Linked DNA regions of Mus musculus: region 1 is linked to region 2. The links are chromatin contacts, called in public Hi-C maps. All regions are on one chromosome and are shown on one strand. The core of a region is the stretch at or near the end of the contact, and the rest is flanking DNA. Distances in the headings are between cores, read along the strand shown. Region 1 has its middle 72 kb from the start of Gm34799. Region 2 overlaps 4930452A19Rik (RIKEN cDNA 4930452A19 gene).

What was found. A called contact is a pair of places that touch in the nucleus more often than the background predicts.
Region 1: a contact with region 2 is called in a Hi-C map of forebrain, with 2.9 times the contacts expected there. The contact joins two enhancer-like sites. A contact is called at or near these places in 10 of 484 Hi-C or Micro-C datasets (the N1E-115 cell line, cardiomyocytes, cerebral cortex and 7 more) and 5 of 115 datasets of contacts at active chromatin or transcription factors (cardiomyocytes, embryonic basal ganglia, embryonic stem cells and 2 more).

The regions. Positions count from the first base shown.
Region 1 is chr17:9,977,769-9,980,713 of GRCm38.p6, forward strand. No RefSeq gene overlaps it. Among named protein-coding and RNA genes, the nearest start is that of Gm34799, 72 kb to the left of the region's middle. Within about 2 kb of position 1,288, at least 5 of the 459 cell types and tissues checked have an H3K27ac peak or open chromatin away from gene starts, as enhancers often do. A contact at or near this core is called in forebrain, where this site is marked.
Region 2 is chr17:9,763,461-9,766,234 of GRCm38.p6, forward strand. The region is part of intron 3 of 4930452A19Rik (RIKEN cDNA 4930452A19 gene); the gene reads right to left. Among named protein-coding and RNA genes, the nearest start is that of 4930452A19Rik, 11 kb to the right of the region's middle. Within about 2 kb of position 1,326, at least 156 of the 459 cell types and tissues checked have an H3K27ac peak or open chromatin away from gene starts, as enhancers often do. A contact at or near this core is called in forebrain, where this site is marked.

The sequences.
Region 1 (2,945 bases), core at 38-2,537, 210 kb after region 2:
GACAATTTAAATTCAAACATCTGTCCTGTCTTCCTCCCTGAAGTTTAACCTCGAGAAGAAATTATTTCAGCAAAGAAAAAAAATGCATGAGCCCTTAGTTTTGAGGACTCCTTCCCCCATTACCCACTAAGTTAACTTCACAGACCCTCCACCTCTGCCTGTGCATTTCTTATCAATGCCCCCAATTGCTTGCAAATTTCGGGAAAGCAGCCGGTACCGAATGTAAGATCCGGACCTCTCACTCTTACAGCTGCTGATTCGGCCACATTCACAGGTTAGTGTTTGCTAGAAGAAAGGGCTAGAAAGCTCCTGTAGTCGTCGTAAATACCTATTCTCCAGCCGCACAAGCCTGACGCGGAGTGTCATTTCCTCCACCACATGGAGAAACATTAGTCTTTCCTTAAAAGGGGAGAGCTACACTTTTGATGCAAACTTTGCCCCACTCTGAATGATATGTGTGCCTTTTATGTTTATTAAACTGCTATCCAGCAGAAAAAAAAAGCAGCCTAATATTTTGACATGAAGGTCATTTGAAAGTTTTACTGCTTGCAAGGCTGATCCATTTTGTTGACAAAAAGCTCTCTCAGGGATCCCTGAGGTATCCCCGCCTTCCTGACTCTCCCAGAGTCTGACATTTCTTTCCCCCTCTCTCTTCACCTCTTCCCACCCATTAAATAGGTCCCAATGAATGACTAATTGCCACCTCATTAAGGTTGTCCCAATGAATGATGCTATGGCATTCGGAAAGGATTTGAGATAAACACCCAAATATCCATGATACTATAGTGAGGCTTCGTTTGAGAGGGGAGGAAGAAATGGAGATGCTACAAGCTCCGCCTATTCAGCAGCAGGAGCTGGGGTACCAGAATAAGGCACAGCACACACTTCAAAAACTGCAAAGGGTTCCACTAACATAGGCTCTTGGGGTGCAGACCTTCAAAGGTGCCTTGTTTTGCTGACATGGAAACCATAACAGAAGTGACACATGGTTCACCAGGGTGTCCCAGTGTGCCCGAGAAGGATAACAGGGAAGAAAGGGACTCCAGTCATAGGCACCCAACAAAGGACTCGAATGGAGCAAAACCGGGGAGGAAGTGAAGTCTCTACAGAGAGCCAACCCCCACCAGAGGACAGGAGCGACAGCAGCACAGCCCGGCCTTCATCTCTACAAAACACACAGCATTGCTTATTTTATCATTTGAACACTTCGAAAACAGAACAGGAATGGCGGCTGGTTTCCTTCCACTTTAAGGACACAGAAATCATTGCGTCCCTGAGAACAAAGATGGCCTTTCACGCTCTGCTCGTCCCGGCATAACATTAGCAATAACAGAACAGCACAGACAGTAGCCCTGAGGTAAATCAGACCTCACAGCCACCACCAAAAACAAAAACAAAAATAAAAACAAAAACAAAAACAAAAAGCAAATTACCAGAGAGCAAAGTGCAGCAGCACCCTCTAAAATGTCACCTGTACTTTAAAGGGCTCCGTCTTTATTTCTTTATTTATTGCCTGCATTCAGGATCCTGTTGCCAATATTGATCATGGGGTGTTATTTTCTCATTTCAGTAACAGCCCGGCACCTGATTCTACTTATAGCGTCTCCAGAAAGAAACATCAACCTAATAAATGAAATCACATGACAAGATCTGGCTTTATTTATTGTTTATTTATTTATTGTCTCATAATTACACTGAAGTTGCTTTTCTTTCTATAGCCACCCCAAATGCCATGGGATGAAGCTATGAATGCAGGGGCCCCTTCAGCTTCTAGTGAGAGACAATTACCCAGAGCTAAAAGCACAGAACTAAGTAATTATCATATTTGGCCAGGAATTCTCTGCAGCTAAAGAGAAGTGAGGTGCTGAACATCGCTCTGTGGATGGCAGGAACTTATTACCATTTGTTAAGTCACGTGTCTCTGAAACATCTCAGCAAAAACCGACATTATACAAAAAGCCACACTTGATGTCTCTCTGTAAGGTCCATCTGGAGGGACCCACTGTCACAGCACATGGGAGCCAGTGTGAATGCCCACAACATTTAGCCAGCATGGGCAATTCTTACATTTTAATTTAGTTACTGGTGGGGGAGACATGTGGCAATGTGGAGGAGGTCAGAGGACAGTTGTCCAGAGCTGCTTCTCTCTTGCAAGCCCCAGGGATTGAACCCAGGTTGTCACACTCACTCAGCAAGCGACTTCACTCGCTGAGCAGGTCCCTCATCGTGTCTCTGAAAGAGAAGCGGGATTGACTCTAATTGGGGCTAATGTCCAGGAGACTCACATTCGTTAACAGCCTTGTCATTCACCTGACACACGCCAGGCAGAGTGTTTCTGTAGCACAGGTTAGCTCCTGGTTCTTCCCATTCACTCTTGTGACAGTCTAAGCCATGTAAGAATTTATAGACAGGTGATAAAAGACTCATCTATCATCTATCTATTATCTATCTATCTATCTATCTATCTATCTATCTATCTATCTATCTATTGTCCATCCATTTACCATCTACCCACAATCTATCATCTATCTACCATCTATCTATCTATCTATCATCTATCTACCATTTATCTACCATCTATCTATCATCTATCATGTATCTATCTATCAATCATGTATCTGTCTGTCTGTCTGTCTGTCTGTCTACATAGAGTCTTATGCATCTCAGTCTGGCCTGGAACTCTCCATGTAACTAAGGATGACCGTGAACATCTGGTCCCCCTGCCTCTACCTTCCAAGTGTGTAACCACAGGCAGGCACCAGCAGGTCTGATTTTTGCCATGCTGGGAAATGTAACTGGAATTTCATACACTCTAAGCAAATACTCAAGTGACTGATATCCCAGTCCAGCAAACATATTTGAGATGCAGGAAAGAGGTATATGAACGCTGGGTCTAGAAAAGGCGGAACATCTATGATTAGGCCGGGACATAGTTCTGTCACTGA
Region 2 (2,774 bases), core at 76-2,575:
TTTTTTAAGGGCATTTTCTAGAACATCCAAAGCAACTGTGTCTATATGACCTATATGGTAATGCAAAGAAACTCACTTGGGGAGGAGGCCCAGGACCATGGCTGGGGAAGAGGAGAAAGAAAGAAAGAAAGAAAGAGAGAGAGAGAGAGAGAGAGAGAGAGAGAGAGAGAGAGAGAGAGAGAGAGAGAGAGAGAGAGAAAGAAAAAAAAACCAGCGACACTTTTGAAATTGGAAAAGGTCTATTTTCATTACTCCCGACATATTTCCTGACAGCTCATCAGGTTATTGCCAACCAGAGGAGTTTCTAAGCCAAGAGAGGAAAACAGAAAGGAGAGGGAGAGCAAAATTTTGCCCCCCCCCCCCCGCCCCAAAGTAGCATTAGTAAGGGAAGCCGCCTGTTTCTCTTCTTTCGGTGTTTGTTTATTTGTTTGTTTGTTTGGGGTTTGGGGTTTTGGGCTTTTTCTATTTCAATTTTCAGAAAGAAACGGAGGTGGGGAGAAAGCATCAGAAAGCGATCAACCGCGTCTTTTTCTTCCTCTCGGGCTAATTTTGAAACAAGAGAGGCGAAAAGGTCAGCCACATGGGAAAGAGAAGGGATTTTTGCATTGTTCATGGGGGAAAATTCAACATTGTTTGATTCGCCCCTTAAACATTTGCTGAATGTCCCCTGCCCCGACACACTGTGGTGTTCCCAACCTTGTACGAGAGAGAAAACTCACTCGGAGCTCTAAAGGGCCAGGAAGACTGACGCAGACAGGCAAACACACAGGTGGGGAGGAGCTGGTGCAGGGGAATGACAGGAAAGGGCTGCTAAGTGACAGGACAGTCAAACTCTCCAGAGCCTCCCAGATGACCACCTGCAGAATCCATGCTCCCAGAGGAGGGCAGAACAAGCCCTAAGACCCTAGGCCAGAAAAGGGCCATTCGTACTATAGAACGCATTATGGTGGATTTGAGACCAGGAAGAGCATAGGGATGAGGCTACGAAAGCTGCCAGACCTAGAATTTTATCCAAGGTCCATGGGGGAGTTAGTGGAGGTCTTTATCTGTCGATTTAACAATTGTTGTTAAAGAGACTCAAACTCTGGGGGGGTGGGGGGGAAGAGAGAGGGAGGGAGGGAGGGAGGAGGAGGAGGAGGAGGAGGAGGAGGAGGAGGAGGAGGAGGAGGAGGAGGGAGCATTGCCCACATTTATTTCACCCAAACTCCACCCACCTCCTAATCAACGCCTTCTCAATTTTATTTTATCATGTCTTGTTTTTGAGACACAGTCCGGCGTGTAGCGAGCTGGCGTCAAACCTGTTATGTAACTGAGGAGCTCTTTGAACTGCTCTCTCTCCCTACAGCCTTAACCCACCCCCCACACCCCAACCCAATACAGGAATTCAAGCTCCGGGATTGGCCCGGAGCTTCCTCTCCACCGTGGGAGCTGCCTGCCAGCTAAGCGCCCCTCCCCACAATTGTCCTGCAAACTCTTAATTCTGCTTCTTTCCCACATAAATAATTCAGTGTGTATCACACCGGAACACTGAGTAGTTCCTTAAACGCCGCACTCTAGAGATCAAACAGCGTGCCTGTGTGTAAGAGGAGACTGTGCACGTAATTTTCATTTTACTTCGCTCAGATCAGAATACAAGGACGGCTTCATGTCCTGCGTCTGGTTGATAGTCACTTTATTCCCTCTTAATCTGTAGGCGCCTTTTCATTGGAGGGTTTAAAGTAAGGGGATTTCGTACTTCTTGCGTGTTAAAATCTCTGCTTAAGCCCTGTGTAGTGAGAAGCTGTCCTGAGAGCTCGCTCTGTAGAGGAAGTGGCAAGCTGAGGGAATCTGTGATGGCGACCCAGCAGCTTGTGGGAGCAGTCCACACTCAGGCGACCCCAGAGGAGGAGAAAAGAATTCAGAAGAGTATAAGGGACTGTATACTGACAGTCCCGGTTTTTTTCTTGGTAGAATTTAGCGGGCTGAATTTTCAGATTACAAATGTATATATATATACCCGCATAAATGAATCAAATTGCCAGTGGACCCACGGGTGGAAACATAGATGTATTAAAAAGCAAATTAGGTCTGTAACACGCTTAGACAAAAGTAGGATAATACAGCAAAAGGGAGTCTCAAACTCACACAATAACATCCTCTGTTTAGAATACCCCACACGCCCTAAAGTAAGATTGTTTCTAGTTACCCAAAATTGATTTCCTTTCAGAATTGATCTTTTTCCTTGAAATTCTCACTGATAATTTAAAGTGACAGCATGGCCTGGTAGAATTAACTATTCTTCCCAGAGAGACAATAAAATATCTGACTTTAAATTTAAATTCTATTAAGAAGACCCAGGCACTGCAGGTTACTTGAGCCAAGCCTGTAGATTATTTCTGGGTCCTGGACTCTTAAGGGCCAGCTGACCTATAGCCAAGCCCCATCCTACAGGCACGCCCCGCCCCACGGCCAACCCATCCCTTGTCTCTCCACTCTTGATGGCTTTGGCCAGATCTCCCTCTCCTGCCCTCCATTTATCTGCAGCATGTTTTCCAGTATTCTTGCAGAGTTAGGAGTGAGATTCTGAACACTCTCATAAACTTTGTTCTATGTTCTTGTACCCATGGGCAGCTTTCTGTACGCTCATTGCCCATTTGAATTGAGCTTTCAGAGCATCTAGAAGTGTCACTTATGAAGGCAGCCAGTATGCTCAGAGGCCCCTTGGGCCTCTCAGATCCTCTATGAGCCTCCGGTCAGTTTCTTAGGTCTGACTGCCACTTAGAGCTTTAAAAATG